Regions from separate parts of the Sus scrofa genome. Here region 2 is linked to region 1. A link is a contact called in public Hi-C data. All regions are on one chromosome and are shown on one strand. Each heading gives the region's core, a stretch centred on a gene start, on an enhancer-like site or on the middle of the called end of the contact. The rest is flanking DNA. Distances are from core to core; before and after follow the strand shown.

Region 1 (2,700 bases), core at 68-2,567:
CAGGAGATAGCAGCCTTGTAGCTGGGGAAACAGGAAGGAGGGGAGAACCCAGGTGAATAGTTTTTAAATAGTTGTCCTTTCTACTGAAAAAAAAGCAGGATTGGATTTGGGTTAATCCATCCTGGAGAGACTTGTTCTCCTGTGCAGGTTTAGCCGGGGCTGTGTGGGAGTGAGCCACCCCTCGCCCCTCTAGGTAAGAAAGAACAAGGTGAAATGAAAGCATTTAATTCTGTGCAAGTTGGCTGGCATTAAATTTGTAGTTGTCATGTCTTCTGACTGATTGAATCTTAACTGTCCTGTGCTGTTCTTTCCACACCAGCTCATACCCCAGACAACAGCTTCCTGGGGTTTGTGGTCGAACAGCACCTGAACTCCAGCGACATCCACCACATTAATGAAATCAAGAGGCAGAACCAGTCCCTTGTGTATGGCAAAGTGGATAACTTCTGGAAGGTGAGTCAGCCCATGTGCCTGTCTCTCGCTCTCAAAAGAAGCTTGTTGGCTAATTCCATTTAACTTTGATCCAGGGAGTAGTCAAGCCAAGTGCCTGAGACTTAATGGGGTCTGCTTAGAAGTAGACAAGTTGGGTGGGTCATTGTTCAGCTGTCTCATAAAGGCTGTACCTCTCACCTGTCCAGGGGCTGCACAGCAGAGTCCCCCACTGTTTGCATGTTGGAAGAGATGCATTCCAGCTTCTTTCACATCCTGTGCTTGCTTCCAGAAGCCAGGGCCCCACAGGGGCTAGACACCTTTTTGGAGCAAGGCATTGCACAGAGAGATCCTTGCCAGGTGACTCATTTCCTCTACCCTCTGTGAAAGGGTTTGCAATGGTGGACAGTTCCCTTTGCCTGGGGAGGGCAGTGGCCCTCACATCCTCTCAGCTGTGGTCAGTACTCAACAGACCGGAGAAGGGAGAGGCCTGCTTGGGGATGTCTTGGTTGAAAGAACATTCTTGTTGTTTGGAACAAGCCAAACAAGCAAGGCAGGCCAAGCCAAGTTTTCTGAAAACGTTGGACTGTTGGGCCCTGGAGGGCCCCTTGGTCCATCCTCCTGGGTGATTTCCAAGGCACATCTGGGAAGGGTCCCTATGGAAGAGGAACTAGATTGGGGTGTACCCCATTGACATGACATGCAAATCTTTTTATGTGTAAAGTCCACTTTAGTATACAAATGTAATGTTTTTTTCAGGGATGTGTTTGTATGAGAACAGTCTCCAGGACTTTGAAAACATGCCTCTTTCTAAACGTAAACATTAATCACTTTCTGGAAAGAGCGGAAACTGTAGTTTCCTGTTACCATGTCTCCCTTACTGAGGAAGTTAGAAAATCTGACTGCTGGGGGAGCACACACAAGGTACAGGGAAGAATTCCCTGCTCCTGGTTGTCTGACCTTGTGTTCAGAAAAGGGAAAGCATTGCTACCCTTTTTTCAGTTCTGAAATGCTAACTATGTAGAAGGGATAACACATCAGCTTCTTTCCAGGAAAGCTGGTTTATTTCCAGATAACTATCTTGGCTGTAACAGCTAGAAGTCTGTCTTAGTTTAGTACGGTGCTTTTCCACTGGGGACAGTTTGACACCTCCCCTCCCCCCAGGGGACATCTGGCAATGTCTGGGGACAATTTTGGTTGTCATGACTGAAGGGAGATTCCCCTGACATCTGAGGTGAGCAGGTGAGGGTTAGGGATGCAGCTAGACATCCAAAGTGCATGGCACAACCCTACAACAAAGACGTATCTGGCACAAAGTATCAGTAGTGCCGAGGTTAAGAAACTAGGGCTGGTCAAGTAAGATTCATTTCCTTATATATTATTCCACATTTTCTCCTCTTGTGTAAAAGGAAATCAGTTGAGATTATAAATCATTATCTAAGATGTTCTCGTGAATTTATACATCTTTGCTTCCTTTGTGTCGAAACCGGCCCTGTATGAACAGAGCATTTTTCAGCTGACAGTCTGGTGAACTTGGGTTATAAAGGGGACATTGAATGTTCTCATTCTCAGCTCTGTTGTAAATGAAAGGATCATGGCACTGGTTTTAGCAAGATGTGGCCTCTTAAAAAGCATATAACTCCCTTCTTCCCCCTGCACCTGCTCAAAAAAACAAACAAAAAAGGTAGTTTGCATGGCCATGTGGACTTGTCCTTGAAGGTACACATTTCTGTTCTGCAAACAAGTGCGGCTTCCTCCTAGGTGTTCCCGGCAACTTCCTGAATTTCCCTAGAAAAACAAAACAATAAATTCATTCTGAAAACTTTTGGTCACCTTTTTTGGGGGCAAAGTCATAACTGCCAGTAAAGGGATGATTTCCTTGCTGTTAGTCAGAATTCCAAAAGTATTAACCGTCTTGGCCCAAGTGATTTGGGATGTGATTTGGAATTTGACATGACTCTTTCTAAATATAAACATTAGAAAAATAGGTGACCTGATATTCCATGTGCTGTGTGTCACCCAAGTGTTCGAAAAGGCTGAGTAGCTGTGTGTCTACATTAGAATTTCTCTGAATACCAAATATCCGGGGTGTTGTATACATTTTAATACATTACTTTCCAGCATTCTTTGATGAGAAAAGACCCCAAATGATGAAAAATACTGTAAAATTTTCACATAAAGTCAGGACATCATCTCAGGCTTTGAACATAGCACAGTGTATGAGAATTTAGTTTCTTTTTCTGAAACTTCCCCATTCCATAGCGCCTAGTA
Region 2 (2,700 bases), core at 104-2,603, 220 kb before region 1:
TACTGAGCTCTCTTTCAATTTTATAATTCTCTGCTCATGAGCTTCGTGAATATCAGAAACACTGTATCTGTTAAAAGGACATGTCCCATCTCCCCCTTTTTCTTTTTTTTTTTTAATAAAGAAGTTTTATAGAGGGAAAATATTAGCCATATCAGAAGCACATAGGAATTCTCTTATGGTACAGTGGGTTAAGGATCCAGCATTGTTGCTGCAGCAGCTTGGATTGCACAGGTTCGATTTCTGGCCCAGGATTCTGCATGCCACAGGTGCCAAAAAGGGGAGGGGGGGGAGTCACATGGTAGATATACTGCTAAAATGGCTTTATACTGGTTTTCTGGTTTGCTTATTCTTCAAAGTGAAGTAGCTACAAGTAATCTGTTACGTTTGAATGAACAGGCTTGTAATTCAGTTGGCTTTATCATATTGCAAACACCTTGGTTTTTTTGTCATAGAGCTATGTATTTTTAAAATTGTGTGTATACATATATTTGAGACTGGGTGTATATATTCATGTAGTTTAGTCCATAAAGCATTAGGATTGGTAAAAGCTTTGGTCTGATGCCTCCTGAGACTCAGAACAAAAAGTAGTTTTTTATGTAGATGCTCCATCTTTGCCGAATGTAGCCTTATTCCTGCTGAACTAATAATGGATGGATTTGGATCCTAAAAAGTGAGATAATAGAATTTTTTAGACAAATGCCCTGGGGTGTTGTGAAGTGATAGGGCCTCTCACCTAGCTACTTTTAGATATTTTAAAAGGCAGTTGGGTTCCAAAATGTGAAAGGCATAGTTCATAGAAGCTCTTTGTTAAATCTGTTTGCAATTGATCAAGTTCTTAAGGGGCAGAAACTTAAAAATATCTTTGTCCTTGTGATTATAGAAGTGATTACTAAAGGGGGCTGTTGGAGGCAGAGCTATTAGACCATGTAGGTACTGTAGTAAGCAAATACTTAACTGGGCTAACCACAGACCTGGGGTATTTACCCTTATGAGGGAAAGGACCGGGTAGTTGAGTCGGATGTTAGCATTTAGAACCATAAAAATACACTACAGTCCCAAAAGGCCAGGGAGCTGCTCCACCAGTGCAACTCAATCCTCAGGGAATGGACGTCTCTCGCTATCTGGTTAAGGCCTGGTGGAACTGATCTTTTGGGTTAATTGGGCGAGGATATTGTATCTCTCTAGAATTAGTAAAGTGAGTGCAGCAGAAAGCCATTTATTACCTTTATTCAGTCCTTATCAAACATAAATGTATGCTGGATCATGGCCAATTACTCTTGGGTAGAAGGGCTGGCCCTTTCAGAACAGCTCGGTCCAGACCTGACACAGAGGATCAGGATGTGAACGTAAGCAAAGCCAATAAACTGGAGCGGGTGACTCATAATGACTGCACAATCTCTGAACTGTGTCCCCATCAAAGAACTGTTGTTCACGGAGTACATTTTCCTAAGCCATCATTTATGAACATGCATTTTGGAGGAAGCAGTGTGCTAAGTACTGACTTGTTTAACTGTGTGAATAGTCTTTAATGCTTAAAACCACTGTCCAAGCTACCTTTGAGAGTCACCTTGGTAAAATTAGACATTCAGCTTGGGAGCAGAATATTTGGATTTTCTAGGCAGATAGGATTTGGGTGTGAAGGTTATGGGGCCAGTGGAATGAAACATTAAACATTCATAATTCTTGTTTCTTTTATGTGTGTGGGTCTTTGAACAAACTTTGTCTCTAAAAACATCACAGGGAAAAAAACTCACCCCAGCAACTCACAAGCAGATGAATGTCTGATGTGAAAAAAATCCTTAGTTAGAAGTCGAAAATCACCTGACCATGTGACTTTTATCAGAGGCTTCTCTCTTGTTGTCACCTTGAGAGTTTGTCTGATGGGAGAAACAAGAAGTGTTCCTTTGAGACCCTCAAAGAGATTTTGCATCTCTAAAGACATGGGACTTCTGTCTGAGATGGAACAAGCATATTTTTTTTTCTTTTTTTTAATTTTTTAAATTTTTTTAAATTTTCCCACTGTACAGTAAGGGGGTCAGGTTATCCTTACATGTATACATTATAATTACATTTTTCCCCCCTGGAACAAGCATATTTAATCTATCATATATACATCCCCACTCCCACATCGCACATATGACTTCCATGGCATGGGCTTCATTTCAGGGTCCAGACAGTTGAATAATCCGTCCTCAAGGTTCTTTTGTGAAGCTCGTGTACTGTTGACAGATAGGAAAGTCCGTTCACTGCCCTCCAAGAGTTGCCAGGCATAGCAGCTGTGGCTGTGGCCAGCTGGTGTCCTGGAGACTCAGAGCAAGGTCTGCATCTCCTCGTGCTCAGGTGTGATGTCTTATGCTCCGGAAAGGATGAATGTCTTTCTGCCTCTCCTATGCTGTATTTTTTTTTTTTTCCTTGCACTGTGTGGGGTTGATAGTCTTTGTGGAGCAGGCAGACGTGCTGGCATCATGTGGCACTCCTGGGCTGTGCCTAACTTTTGCCAGAGAGGTCACCTTCCCCCTTCAGTGTGCCATACCTAGCTGTCTTTGGAAGGGCATTTTGGCTCCTTTCGAAATAACTACTGAAAGAGCAGCTGTCTGTCAACCTCCTCCAGAGCCCTGGAGTTGGGCTGGTGTCAACCTGTTGGAAGAGTTCCCAATGCAGCAGACTGGCTGTCATTGACATTTATAACGTGAGAGCTGT

What was found. Hi-C and Micro-C count contacts between places; a contact is called where the count stands out from the background.
Region 2: a Hi-C map of embryonic fibroblasts shows a contact between it and region 1, with 2.3 times the contacts expected there. The contact joins two enhancer-like sites. A contact is called at or near these places in 2 of 47 Hi-C or Micro-C datasets (embryonic fibroblasts and retroperitoneal adipose tissue) and 1 of 2 datasets of contacts at active chromatin or transcription factors (alveolar macrophages).

What each region holds. Positions count from the first base shown.
Region 1 is chr15:17,639,113-17,641,812 of Sscrofa11.1, reverse strand. It overlaps MGAT5 (alpha-1,6-mannosylglycoprotein 6-beta-N-acetylglucosaminyltransferase A), which reads left to right. Exons shown (of 17, transcript XM_021075187.1): 11 at 320-453. Among named protein-coding and RNA genes, the nearest start is that of MGAT5, 280 kb to the left of the region's middle. Within about 2 kb of position 1,317, at least 33 of the 83 cell types and tissues checked have an H3K27ac peak or open chromatin away from gene starts, as enhancers often do. A contact at or near this core is called in alveolar macrophages and embryonic fibroblasts, where this site is marked.
Region 2 is chr15:17,855,499-17,858,198 of Sscrofa11.1, reverse strand. All of the region lies in intron 1 of MGAT5 (alpha-1,6-mannosylglycoprotein 6-beta-N-acetylglucosaminyltransferase A), which reads left to right. It also overlaps the pseudogene LOC100152750. Among named protein-coding and RNA genes, the nearest start is that of MGAT5, 62 kb to the left of the region's middle. Within about 2 kb of position 1,353, at least 23 of the 83 cell types and tissues checked have an H3K27ac peak or open chromatin away from gene starts, as enhancers often do. A contact at or near this core is called in alveolar macrophages and embryonic fibroblasts, where this site is marked.